4 separate regions of the Gossypium hirsutum genome follow, and regions 1, 2 and 3 are each linked to region 4. Evidence: chromatin contacts called from public Hi-C data. All regions are on one chromosome and are shown on one strand. Each heading gives the region's core, a stretch centred on a gene start, on an enhancer-like site or on the middle of the called end of the contact. The rest is flanking DNA. Distances are from core to core; before and after follow the strand shown. Region 1 has its middle 30 kb from the start of LOC107914784. Region 2 has its middle 42 kb from the start of LOC107915021. Region 3 holds the start of LOC107914784 (Werner Syndrome-like exonuclease). Region 4 holds the start of LOC107914736 (methylenetetrahydrofolate reductase 2).

Region 1 (3,542 bases), core at 212-2,711, 180 kb after region 4:
CGACTAGTGCACACCATTCCAGTAATAAACTGGAACAACCATTTCTCTTTTCTGCATTCGTGTAAATTTTTGTCTATACTGGTTGTACCTATTCATTACAACCAATTTCGATTGCACCTATTCATTGCGACCAATTTTAATTGCACCAGTCGATGCATGAATAATTTTAAAAAATAGATAAAATTTTCATTATTTTACTAGCTTTAAATTTTTTTAATTAACCGAATTTAAACTTTAAACTTAAACTTTATTCAAGGTAAAAGAACAACTTTAAATTTTAAAGTAGAAAATTTAATAATAATAATAATAAAAGTAAAGAATTTATATAATAGACACGCTAAAGGGAAAAAAAAAAGACAATAATTTCTAAACTTATGATGAAAACAACTTTATGTATATGTTTTTATTAACCTTTCATGTTATATATCTAGTATGAGATGATCTTATTGTAGATTTTTTAAAATAATGTTGTGGATAATTTTGTTATTTAATGTGTGAGATGTTTATTTTCCTTATTTACTTTAGATTTCTTGAATGATGAAATTTTATTCGCGAAGTTTATTTATGAGTATTTAATATAGCAAAATAATATTTTTATTTTTAAAATTATTTAATCTAATTCATTTGATATATTTAAATATTTTATATATTAAATATTTTATAAAAACATCGATAAATCCAAAATAGTACACTGAAACATATAGGTATTGGTACGTACCAATTCCAATAAAAAATGATGTGACCATTGATTCTGTACTGGCTACCTTGATATAAATCCCCTTACGGTTGGTGGGAAATTTTATACCCTAACTTCTAGGACGTAGTTAGCTCATTGAACCCTTCGACTTAGCTCTCATGAGGACCCCACTTATTAATTGCCACCTTTGACTCCAACCATCACGTCTCATCTAAAATGATTCAAAACACGTACAATTATCTCCCTATCTAAGCCTATAATGATGAACAACTTGATCACTTGCCTCCAACCCACTTGTAATATAAAACTCAAAACTCCAACAAGGCAAAGGATCTCTCTCTGTTTCCTTATCTTCTACTCTAACCACCTTTATTAGCGGCCATTCGCCTTGTATCACTTAATTCGATCCTCGCATCAACAATGATAATAATTATTTATTTTTAAAAGAAATAATAATAATTCATATAGTTTTATTGTATTTAGATTTATTTTATACAAACTTTAAACATAAAAATGGATTTAAGTTTTTAATATAATATTGTAAAAGAAGATGGGGTTATAACCCAATGATTACTACAAAGTGGGGAAGCAGGTGAAGATGGACAAACAGCAACGCCACCTTTACGGCTAATATTTGTTCATAAATCAACTAGTTACTATAATTGCTCCTTTTCTTTTTCCTTTTTCGTATTATATATATTTGCATGTCTGAAAGCTGCAATTCACAAAGAAGAAATAGACAAGATAGTGGTGGGGAGCATGTGCTTAGGCATGTGGGTTGTTGGAGTTTTTTTAAATAAATAACAACCAGGGAAACCGGTGCTCCATTCTTCCGGATGGACCATTCATTTTATCAAAGATTTTTGTTCCTCATCAAATCTTCCTTTTTTTTGTGTTTACTGTTGTTGTTGCCTCTTTGTTTCATACCATTTGCCATTTGCCACCCACAGAGGCCGTAATGCTTCAAGTAATCATATATATATATATTAAACTCAATCTTCTTCTATTGTTATTTTCTCTTCTTCTTTCCACCAAAATCATGAGGGCCACAATGTATGAAAATATCTCTCATTATTAAGGAAATTCAGTCCAAAAATAAAATTTTATTCACACCATCCCAATAAAAAAGTCACAATTTATATTTTTGGGTCAAACTTTTGGACTTTTAACTTCAATTGTTTTAAATATTTTAATTAATTAAATTTTAAAAAAAAAATTAAAGATTACTTCATTGAAAGATTTTATAATATAATTTTCTAATCCATAATATTTTTTTAAAATTAAAAAGTAAAAAAATTATTAAATACTAAAAATTGAAATTTTTAGATTATTGCTTTAATATTGTAATATATCGATATGAAATATGATTGGCGGTCGGACAACATTTGATTTTTTTACTAAAATACCTCCAAAAAGGGAGCAAATTTAACATGTGATAAACATGAATATATAAATGTACTAAACCTTTTTTTAATTTATATATTATTTTTTTAAAATATAGAAAAAAAATCATATCCTATTCCATATAACGAAGGATTAAATTTTTATTTTAATCACTTAACTAAAAAAAGTTACAATTTGATCATTAAACTATTCAAAAAAATTTATTTAAGTCATTGGACTAAAATCAATGATATATTACTCTATTAGCATTGTCTCCACCAATCGATAAATCTTTTTTCCCTTCTCTTTTATAATTCATTTTTTTATACAACGGCCTTGGACATCACGAATCTATGAACTAAAATTCAAATTTATTTTATCCGATCCCTGACATTGACCGTCAGATCGACTTGGACCTAAGGTATATTTTTCTACTGCTTAATACATACTAATCCACCGTATCAATCATCAAATGATCACTTAGAACTCGCTAGTGTAACTTTTAAAATTTTAAAAAAATCTTAAAAACCAAATGAATTGAACAAAAACTTTTGAATAGTTCAATAACTTAAATGAAAATTTTCAAATAATTAAGTGACCAAATTAGAACTTTGTTTAGTTAAATATGTTGGAAAATAATTATTGAGTGATGAATGATAATTGTATCTCTTGGTTTAATATTGCATTTTTTCATACAGATGTATCTTTTGAAAAAAATGTATCACTTGATTTAATATTGAATTTTTTTTCATTCATTGTTGCTATTCACTCATGTTTATTAATTTTTCAACGAATCTCTTCATTCATTTCCTCTCCTCTATATAAAGCCAAGTTAGGAGATTTCAAAAACATATCATCATCAAAACTATCAATATCAAAAATTCCTTCTAAATTCATTTCTCCTGGTAATAGAGAAAGGCAATATTCTGTTCGATTGATCATTGTTGTTGTGCTACTACTGTGATTGTTTGTTGTTGTATCCTGTGAGATAATGTCCAATGTTACTCAAAGCACCGAGGAGAGGACGAATCTATCTTAAGGAAACTGTTTATACAGGCCTCAACAAAATTCTTCTTCTAATTTTTAACTTCATCCAATTATAAATATTCTGTTGTGTTACTACTACTGCATTGTATTGCATTATCATTGTTATTGACATATTAATACAACATATGATATCAAATTTTCTTACATTCTTAAGACATATTAATTATTGTAGTTTTAATCTAAGGCGTAGAGATATCATCATAACTTATTTAAGATTGGTTTATACTTTTGTTTCAGATTTTAATTTATTTAAAGATTCTAGTTCTTTATTCTGATTACAGAAATGTCTCATACGTCAAACAACTCACCCAATTCAAAGGTTGAGGCGATTGTCGCTGCTAAGGCTCAGGCTGGAAACCAAACATTACCTGTGACTATGAGTCATAATAAAAAGCCTACGAAATTCACTGGAGAG
Region 2 (3,477 bases), core at 911-3,410, 160 kb after region 4:
TATTTTAGACTTGAAAGGATACAAAATCAACATCGAGTCGAGCGGCATTAAAGTATCTCGTGGAGATCTCATTTTGTTAAAAGGTAAAAGAACCAGCAGTCTTTATATTCTGGAAGGTTCTACAGTGACTAGTGAAATCGGAAGTCCCTCGTCCGTTATGAAGTTGAAGTCAACTCGTTTGGAGCTGGGGCAACTTGGTCATAGGAGGAAAAAATGTATGACCGTTTTGTTTCGTTTGGATGTAGGTTTTGAAAAGTTAGGGCACCGTGTTCGTGAAAATCAAACTCAGGTTAGTTTTAATTTGGCAGTGTACAAGTCGAAGGCTAGAAGTCTTCCAGTTTCTAAGCACAGATTCGACTCAATTAATTTCCTGCATAGTTCAAGATAGGCCGGTGGCGAGCTTTGGCAAAGATGACATTGTGGAAATATGAGTCAATGTGGATATTTGTTGAGTATAACTCTTATTTCAGTCCAATTTGAGAAATAATCTTTCAGTTAAACTCTATTTATTTGTTTCAATCAAACTCTGATTAGTCTAGATTATTTTATTATTTGACCTATGAATTTAGCCTATAAATAGGCTCTTTTACAACATTAGAAAATATACCCATTAGAGATTAGAACTCATAAGAAATTTAGAGAATTTTGTGTTTACGTTTTGAGGGTTCTTTATTTTCAGGTTTTCGGGGTTTAGTTTTACGTCCATCTTTTGTACTCTTTGTTCTCTTGCCCATGGCTTTTTATCCTCTTTGGAGGGATTTTTCACGTTAAATTTATGTGTTCAATTTCTCAATTTATTCCGCTATTTATTTTACTTGTTGCCAATCTCAACAAATATATTACAAATAAATTGAAAATTGAGATATCTAATAGATTACCTATCAATCATGATATGTTTGCTTCGAATTCAATCACTTTTTTTTCCCTTTTGAAAACAAGATAGAAAATATTATTTATGTTGCAATTTGCTATCTTAATAAGAAAATTGCAATTATATAGTAAAAGAATTAAGGAAAATAAATTAGGGGAAGAGTTTAAAGGTAGAAGAACATAAATACTACATGCTTATCTTAGTTGAAAAAAATAAAATTGGTAAGAAAAAAAAAGTAGAAGATTTTTCACCATATTTGTTTAGTTAAACCTTAGGATTTATTATAAATTTACTCTTTTTTTCAATTATAAATAAATATTAACTTTATGTTTGAATTGGGGAGAGGAAAAAAAAGTAAAGCAAGGAAGAAAACTTTCCTTGTTTGGAATATATAAAATTGAGTATTTCTTCTTCTTTTTTCAAGTAATTATCTTATGAAAGTGTTATAATTGGATTACATGATTTGATGGAAGTGGAATTCATTGCAAGAATCTTTCCACTGCATTCCTCTATATTACAATCCTTTTCTTTGCTATATCTTTGTTTGTTACGTTTTTTTATCCAAACATATTCCATTACAAAATTCAAATTTTTGGTTTTCTTTTATTTAGGATCATAAAATATTAAATTTTGATTACTAAATAGAAAAAATTGGGTCAATTACATCACAACTCAATTAACTATAGGCTTTTCTTTTAATCACCTATCTATGAAATTTTTAAAATTGATCACTCAATTATGAATTTTCAAAAACTCGAAGGATGAGTATCGGTGATTCTAGATTGAGAGTTAATTTTTTAAAAAAATTATGATTAAATTAATATAATATATAAAAATTAAGAATTAAATTTATTATTATATTAATTTATAAGCTACCACTTAATCCCTCCATTAAATAGGTACCTACAATTAATGAACAATGAAGAGAAAACTCGATTACTTGAATGACCAATAAAAAAATCATAGTTGAATAAAAAATAATCTCATATGACCCTGAAAATTCAGCAGTCATGACAGCAGTTATTGTAAGTTAGAATGTATTTGCATTTGTAAAGAGGCAAAGTTGAAAAAGGGAAACGAAAGCGACAGTTTGTCATTTTATTGCTTTCTATTCCTCCATACGAAGTGTCGGCAGAGGTACTGTACTCCATTTATCTGTTCCCTTTTATGAAAGGCGTCAAAAGTTATGTTTTTAAGTAACTAATATTAAAAATTAGGCTAAATGTGATTGAATGCATAGGGAATCCAAAGGACATAACTAAATCAATCATAAATGGACCTAATTGGTGCACTTTCAAGTTACAGTTTGACGTGACTTGATGTCGGTTCATTATATGTGTATGTAATGGAAGCTCCCCTTTTATTCGGCCATTGAATTTTTTGGATGTTTGTTGAAATGTTTATTTCAAGACCTTGACGTGTGTGACATGCCTAAATATCCCATTACTTTATAGTCCACTTTGCTTTTTTCAACTTTTATATTAATTTGTGTATATGTATTTTGTTTATGGTGGTCAAAAGACAACCCAATTTTGAGGAAAGTGAACTATTCGAGAAAAGTTGAAACTGTTGAAACACCATCTAATCCATTATTATCCAACCTGTTTAATTGTCCATGAAATCATTATGCGAGTTTGAGAAATATTATCTAATATCACGGGAAGTGTATTTTATTTTTATGAGTAAAAGTATTTTTTAAAAAGATAAATAATTAATTATAAAATATATTTCATTTTTATGAACTGAAGTTATACTCTAACCTTATAATTAAAAGATAAATTAAATAATCATTACACTATATTTGAATGTTTTTCATGGGTGGAAGAATGGGATCTGATTTTCTTCCCACATGGCCAAAAGGTTATAAATATAGTTTAAGAAATAGGGCAATGGCCATAGGGTTATAAATATAGTTTAAGATACAAGTCAATGAGATGGAGATTGATAAAGACATAATAGAAGGCCCACCCACATGCTTCATTACATGTGCTCACCAATTGCATCTTCACAACCCACCCACCCACCCCCCAAAAAGAAAAGGAAAACCTCAACCACTGAGACTTCCAATGGAGCATGACATTGCACTCCCGTTACAAGAGAAAAAAAAACAACTATGTTAAGTCACTCGAATTAAATTATTAAATGGACTAAAAATATATTTTTATTTAATTAAAGAGATAAAATGAATTAAAATATATTATTAATTTTAGGGTAAATTACTCAAATAATTATCCAATTATTAGTGTGTTTTTAATTGGGTCATTCGACTTTAAAAAGTTATAAAACGATCACTTGAGTTATTGAAAAAAATTTGAGTCCATTTTTGTTAAATCAAATATAGGAGAGTGACGTGGACATTAACTACAAAAACATAGTCCGCCGTCAATTTTTTCAAATCCTGACATGTTTGAAAGTCATGACATGTATAACTAAAAGGAGTAAGATCTTCTCCAAAATATACAAACATATAATATATCATTCTCTATAAATACTTGAGTATATGCTTAATTGCTTGCTAGCTTCTTGGATTGGGATTCGTCTGATATTGACTCATCAATTCTACTATGAAACAAATATCTAGACGTGTGCATAGCATAACATACATG
Region 3 (3,469 bases), core at 149-2,648, 210 kb after region 4:
AGAATGATCTAAATAGACCACTTCTACCAGAAAGTAGACAAGATAAGGGAAAAACATGAATATAAATAACGGTTTGCAAGCATACAACCATTTAGGTTATCACAGTTAAGAGTATTTCAATTAAAAGGAAATGATCGGTAATGGCAACAGCAACTCATGAAACATGGATTAAAGAGCTATATTGCTTTGACTCTTTATTTTACTAAAGTACCTGTATCCAACGCATATTTGGACAGGAGTATGGGATATGACCATTCGAGGATCTCCAAATACATTAAAAACATAGGAAAAAATTGAATATATCTGTGTTGGGAACTTACCCATATCCGGCACTCACACCTAAGGCCAAGTAATATAGGTAAAGAGTGCTTAGTTTCTGCTTTAAAAGAAATTATAGCAATGCTGCTTTATGGAAGAAAGGAAGAGGACAACACCAAACACAAGAGATATATATTTTGTTTCAAAATGTGGCATATCAGAACCGCTAAACATCAAAAAAAAAATTAAAACTACAAAAAAAAAACACAATGCCAATTCTAGCATAAGTACTCCATCTAGAAATCATGCAATTTGAAAAAAATTCCAACTTTAAGTCTCAATTCTTTAAAATAATGATCAAAGATACCTTAGGGAGGTTTCATATTAACTTAAGAAATTTTCACATTTATTTGTTTTCACACTTTTTTTTCTTAGGAAACAAACAGAAAGGATTATATGAAATGAATGTAACAATACAAGGAGGGTAAAGGAAGCAAACCTTTTTGGAAAGAGGGCTTCCACTCAATATCAAACCCTAAAGCAACTTGACCCATTTCTTTCTTCTTAATTTCAACAATTTTTAATAGCTCCATTGCAGCATTTTCTACCTCATCTTCCGTAAAGCTATACAAAATATGACCTCCAAATCTCAACGGCGGATATCTAAGCCTTGTATTAGCTGCCAATCAGAAAAATCAAAGGGTTTACTATTAGTTCATTTATTTTAATTAAAAAATGGGTAAAGTAAGGGATAGGAAATACATTGACAACGAGCGAAGGAAGACGGAAAAGAACGCGGGGGTGAGAGAATAGAATGAGGCAATTGGCGGCCGGTTTTGAGGTTATCTTGATGATGGACGGCGGACTTGCGTTTCTTGCTAGAAGATGAAGGAGGAGGAGGAGGAGGAGTGGCTTCAATGGCATCCATTAGTCGGATCACGTCTTCAGTGAAACGGTCGTCCCAATCCAAACTGAAACTATTGTTTTCTTTGAATTCCATTTCTATATCTGAAATGGAAGTGAGGGGCGGAATTAGAGGGAAAGAGAGCTTAACGTTCAAATTTTGTTAATGGCGTCTGGTAGAGTAGTCGATGGGCCGATTTGGAAAAGTTTTTGCCAGGACTTGAGCCCATCCCAGTCCAATTCGCACAAAATACTTTCTATATTAATATTCTAAATAAAAATCCTGACGAACTTTTTGTTTCTCCAAAATTTCTCTAAAAAAATTAAATTTTGAAAACATAAATACTAAATCTAAATTACAAAATTTATTTAATATATTATCTTTTTTTAAATAATATAATATAATAGTTCTATGAAAAATAATAGTGATCATTTTAATTACATAAAATTGAGTTATAACATGAAAGTAGATATTAATTTTATCTTCTGAATATAAAAATATTTAATATAATTAAAATTTAATTTGGAAAAACTTTTACACACTCTTAATTCTACTTAACAGAATATCTTATGCCATATGTTGTTCCCAGCATTAAAATTTAAATAAAATATATAAATATTTTAATAAATAAACATTTAGTATTTCTAATTTTATTTATATAAATAGAGTTATAACATGGAAAATAACCTAAGAATTAGAGATTTTTTTATATTTTAATATAAAAAATATTTTTACAAACTCCTAATTCTGCTTAACCGATCTTCTACCAAATTTTAATTCTAATTTATATTAAAATTTAAACATTGTTATAAATATCTTATTAAGTGGATGTCCATTATGATTAAGATAAAGTTTTGATATGCTTTAAATTTTAATAGTTTTTAGAATTAGATCTCTACTTTTTTTATACTTCTTATGTCTATAAATGAAGATTCTGATGAAGCATTGTAATCATCCTTTTGATTAATAAAGTACATTCTCTGTTGCTTTCATATTTTCTTTGTTCTTTATTCTCTCCATCTCTCTTTAGTTTATAATACGTTATCAGCACAATGATTCTCTATATTTTTTCAAAATCTTTCGAAGTCATCCAACATTAAACTTTCACCCTTACAAATTCATCTTCGGGATGTTGAAAGATTCAATCTCAGAATGGATTATGGTTTTTATTCCTGATCTTTGGTTTATTGTACAAGCATGGGTAAAGTATAGATTTGGTAAGAAACTTTTATATTTCGACCATATGTTTTTTTTTAATTAAGGTATGACTACTATTAATTTTTATTTGACATAAATTTTACATTCTGATAGTATTTGATTTTTGCCTTTCTAGGTTATTTTTTTTATGTAAAAGACATAATTGTTAATTATATATGTTTGTTATTAATATGGTATGTTTTCTCTATTATTAATTTTTGGTAAATAACTCTTTTTGAAGTGTTTTTTTAATTAAGTTATATTATGCATTATATTTAGATGTTTTGATTATTAAATTCTTGTTATTAAATATTCTTGAAATTTAATTATGGTGGAAAGTGTTATTAACCTACCATTGTTGATTAAAGGGAAATTTGATAGGATTTATTTAGTCTTATTAATTTGCTAATGTTGAATGACTGTATGATATCTTTTAAATTGAATTTATAAATATTTAATTAGAGCAACATAATATTTTATAATATATATGTGATATTGAAATTTGGTACAATGTGTATCGGATAATTTTCAAGCATCGTACACGAAAATTTTGATTGTTTATTATATGATTTTTACAATTAGATTATAAATGTTACTACGAAAACAAAGTTGTTTTACTAATTGTAATAGTGCTCGTGATTATAGTCAAGGTGATGACAATGATGTTAAAGATCTTCAGGTATATTTTACTATGTTTTATTTATTATGTTATGTTTATTATAGTTGGAAAATAATCATGACAACATGAATAGATAGATTTTGATTTGAAATCTCACGCATGTTTACGATAGTGATTATGAAAAAAAGAATCTATTGGGATGTTTATAAGTCCATCCTACTAGATTTGTTACATTCCCCGAAGTGAATGTAAACATAAAGAAAATAAAAGATATAAGTATAGACCACTAAAAGTGGAAACATAGTAATAAATAAGAGAACAATGAGAGTTCTCAAGATAACTCTTCAAAGGGTAAAGATAACTTATGTTATCAATGTGATATGAAATATTATTGGCCACATATGTGGCATATGCCCAAATATTTTATTTCTATTAATATTATTTGAGAAATGATATGAAAATGTAGTAATGAATTTTATCATTATAGATAG
Region 4 (3,332 bases), core at 479-2,978:
CTGATTTATGTTGGTCAGCTAAGATTATCATCGATAGAGACACTGGGAGGTCTAGGGGCTTCGGTTTTGTAAACTTTGCTGATGATGAATCTGCCAGCAATGCCTTGTCAGCCATGGATGGTCAGGTGAGGGAAAAAAGACATTGTTATATGGAACATGTTTCTGGTGAATCTGGTATTTGATTATTTTGTGGTACTGAAATTACAGGAACTCAATGGCCGAAATATTCGAGTAAGTTATGCCAATGAAAGACCTAGTGGCGGCCCTCGAGCTTATGGTGGTAATGGTGGTTTCCGTGGTGGTGATAGTTTCGGTAGGGATGCTGGTTACTAGGCTCTCGCATCAAAATCTTTCCATAATCATGTTCCTAGAGCTAGTAGATTTGATGATACAGTTATTTATATTCGAATTATATGCTAAAACTTATGCAACTAGTTTTCTGTAGTTAGAGGTTAATTAATTGTGATTTTATCCTTGAAAACTTTATTTTTAATTAATAAATATATTGGTTTTTTATTTTTAATTAATCTTTTTAATTAAGCACTTTTTTATTTATAAAATTAATTAAATAGTGCCAAATTATTTGTAGTAAATATAATTTTTATGTTTAATATTTATTTTTCAATCTATATCATGAGTGCAGTAAATTTTAGTATTATATATTGTGTATTTGAAATAACTATTTGAAATATTTCACATATAAACATAAAGATATTTGAAATAATTATTTGATTTTATAATATTAGAAATCAATGTACCCACAATATAGGAGGGAAAAATAAATATTTGATATATAAATATTATATGTATAAAAAATATATCAAAAGAATTAGTTGATGTTTTTTACAAAATAAAATATATTTAACATTTTGATAAAATATCAATTTTATCAAAAATATATTTTTATTATATAACTGATAATAATTATTTAACTTTATAAATTAAAAAATTATTAATTAAAAAATAAATTAAAATAAAAAACTTGAAAATAATATATTTATTAATTAAAAATATTAAATTAGAAAAAAGCTTGAAACAATATAAAATAAAAAATACAAATGCACTAAGAAGAGGAATCAAATTTGACATTCAAGCATAAAATCACTGTTAATTAATCATCTAATTGAAGTATTAATATATTAAAAATAGTAATTAAAAATAAAAATAAAGCCTGAAACAAATAAAATAAAAATATAAATGTGAGGAAAAAAAAGATCTGAAACTTAAAAACAAAACCACCAAAAGATATGGCGTGTTAAAAAATAACTTTTTTTTAAAATGGTATTTTTTATTAAATTCGGCCATAAAAAGAATAATGAAAAGGTAAAAAGCTGATTCAGTGTACGAACTAAAAAGAGGGATGAAACTGAAACAATAAAATAATAGTGAGTTTTGGTAAGAAAGCGAAAATACAACCGCCAATTTTGTGATTCATTCCAAGCTGACGCTGTTTGTGGTTGGTAAGCAATACATACGACAACCGTATTGTACCTTACGGTCTAATTTCCTCTCACTCCCTCTACTTTTCTACTTTTTTTTAATTTAAAAAATTTAATCTCTCATTTAAAAATCAAAGTCGTTAAATTTGGATTTATTATATATTTTCAAATTAAAGAGATTGGTTGTACTAAATTAAAAAGAAGTGCAAAAGAGCAGGGGCATAATAATTAAACCGTATGGTATTGACCATTAATGGGCAAATACTGAATTGAGAATAGGATAAGGCCATTGGGTTGTTGAGTGGGCAACAGAGTCATTTCAAAAGACACCAACCCCGATCCGTTCCGTTCCTCTCTCAAATACAAATACTCCCATTGCAATGCCTCCACCTCCCATCTCTCTCTTTACCAACCACAAACCCATTTGTGAGTCTCTTTTTCCTATTTTTCTGGGATATTTTTGTGTTTCCATGAATTTGGGACAATGTACTACAACATATGTTAGATTTGGACTTTCAGTCTTTGTTTAGTGCCTTGTTGATTCTTCACAATGTATTACTTAACAATAGACCGCTTACTTAAATTTTAGCTCATCTGATCTATGACTCTTAGTTTATCATTCATGCTTTATCCTATACGATTTACTTTGAAAGGATTGATTTCAAGATTGCCCATGTTTATCTTCTTCTATGATGTTCAAAGTGATCGTTTTTGCTCTGAACCATCAGTTAATTCTTTTAGATTCAGATTCGGGTTTGGGTTTGTTTTGTTGCGACTTTCTGTTGTTCTTTTCTTGTTTTATCTCTTCAAACACCTCAGTTTCATATTGAATTCTTGCAGAAGTTGGTGTTGGTGACACTGAGAGTTCAAGATCCAATTAAAGATGAAGGTGATAGAGAAGATCCAATCTTTGCAAGAAGGGAAAGTGGTGTTTTCCTTTGAGTTCTTCCCTCCGAAGACTGAGGATGGAGTAGACAACCTGTTCGACAGAATGGATCGTATGGTTGCTCATAACCCGTCCTTCTGTGACATTACATGGGGTGCAGGTGGTTCCACTGCTGATCTCACTCTCGACATTGCTAACAAGATGCAGAATATCATCTGTGTGGAGACGATGATGCACCTCACTTGCACCAATATGCCCGTAGAGAAGATTGACCATGCTCTTCAGACCATCAAGTCCAACGGCATTCAGAATGTTCTTGCCCTCCGAGGTGATCCCCCTCACGGCCAGGACAAGTTTGTCCAGGTCGAAGGCGGCTTCTCCTGTGCCCTTGATCTGGTAAAGCCATTGCTCATTCTGCCCTGTTTTTATTTCTTAATATACATATGTTACCAACTTTTAATTCCTATTCTAGGTGAAACATATCAGATCTAAATATGGTGACTACTTTGGCATCACAGTTGCCGGTTATCGTGCTTTTCATAGACATATATACATATATAAGAGGCTTGTTCATGTGGCTTTTGATTATTAATAGTTTGCTTTCTTTGCTCAGAGGCACATCCCGATGCCATAGGAAATGATGGTGTAGCCACACCTGAAGCTTATCAGAATGATCTTGCTTACTTAAAGAGAAAGGTTTTACTCTTTAACTCATTACTTGATTTGAAAATATTGTCTTAATTCTAATTTATATTGGTTAATTTTTGTGCTAAAATCTTCTTTACTACATAGGTTGATGCGGGAGCTGATCTGATTGTTACTCAACTGTTTTATGATACTGATATCTTTATCAAATTTGTCAATGACTGTCGCCAAATGGGAATTAACTGTCCTATCGTGCCGGGTATTATGCCCATTAATAACTACAAGGGTTTCTTGCGAATGACTGGCTTTTGCAAAACTAAGGTATGCGGTATAACATGATATTTTTGAGCATTAAATAGTAT

The links. A called contact is a pair of places that touch in the nucleus more often than the background predicts.
Region 1: a Hi-C map of leaf shows a contact between it and region 4, with 1.8 times the contacts expected there. The contact joins the enhancer-like site here to the promoter of LOC107914736 in region 4. A contact is called at or near these places in 2 of 34 Hi-C or Micro-C datasets (leaf and seedling).
Region 2: a Hi-C map of leaf shows a contact between it and region 4, with 1.8 times the contacts expected there. The contact joins the enhancer-like site here to the promoter of LOC107914736 in region 4. A contact is called at or near these places in 2 of 34 Hi-C or Micro-C datasets (leaf and seedling).
Region 3: a contact with region 4 is called in a Hi-C map of leaf, with 8 times the contacts expected there. The contact joins the promoter of LOC107914784 here to the promoter of LOC107914736 in region 4. A contact is called at or near these places in 16 of 34 Hi-C or Micro-C datasets (anther, callus, cotyledon and 4 more).

The regions. Positions count from the first base shown.
Region 1 is chrD10:27,095,085-27,098,626 of Gossypium_hirsutum_v2.1, forward strand. No RefSeq gene overlaps it. Among protein-coding and RNA genes, the nearest start is that of LOC107914784, 30 kb to the right of the region's middle. Within about 2 kb of position 1,462, at least 6 of the 9 cell types and tissues checked have an H3K27ac peak or open chromatin away from gene starts, as enhancers often do. A contact at or near this core is called in leaf, where this site is marked.
Region 2 is chrD10:27,068,976-27,072,452 of Gossypium_hirsutum_v2.1, forward strand. No RefSeq gene overlaps it. Among protein-coding and RNA genes, the nearest start is that of LOC107915021, 42 kb to the left of the region's middle. Within about 2 kb of position 2,161, at least 3 of the 9 cell types and tissues checked have an H3K27ac peak or open chromatin away from gene starts, as enhancers often do. A contact at or near this core is called in leaf, where this site is marked.
Region 3 is chrD10:27,125,595-27,129,063 of Gossypium_hirsutum_v2.1, forward strand. LOC107914784 (Werner Syndrome-like exonuclease) reads right to left here and starts at 1,399. Exons shown (of 6, transcript XM_016843811.2): 1 at 1,021-1,399; 2 at 758-937. The coding sequence starts at 1,258.
Region 4 is chrD10:26,912,905-26,916,236 of Gossypium_hirsutum_v2.1, forward strand. LOC107914736 (methylenetetrahydrofolate reductase 2) reads left to right here and starts at 1,729. Exons shown (of 12, transcript XM_016843746.2): 1 at 1,729-1,865; 2 at 2,280-2,721; 3 at 2,798-2,855; 4 at 2,936-3,021; 5 at 3,118-3,291. The coding sequence starts at 2,323. It overlaps LOC107914737 (glycine-rich RNA-binding protein 2, mitochondrial), which reads left to right. Exons shown (of 5, transcript XM_016843748.2): 4 at 19-125; 5 at 208-523. The coding sequence ends at 333.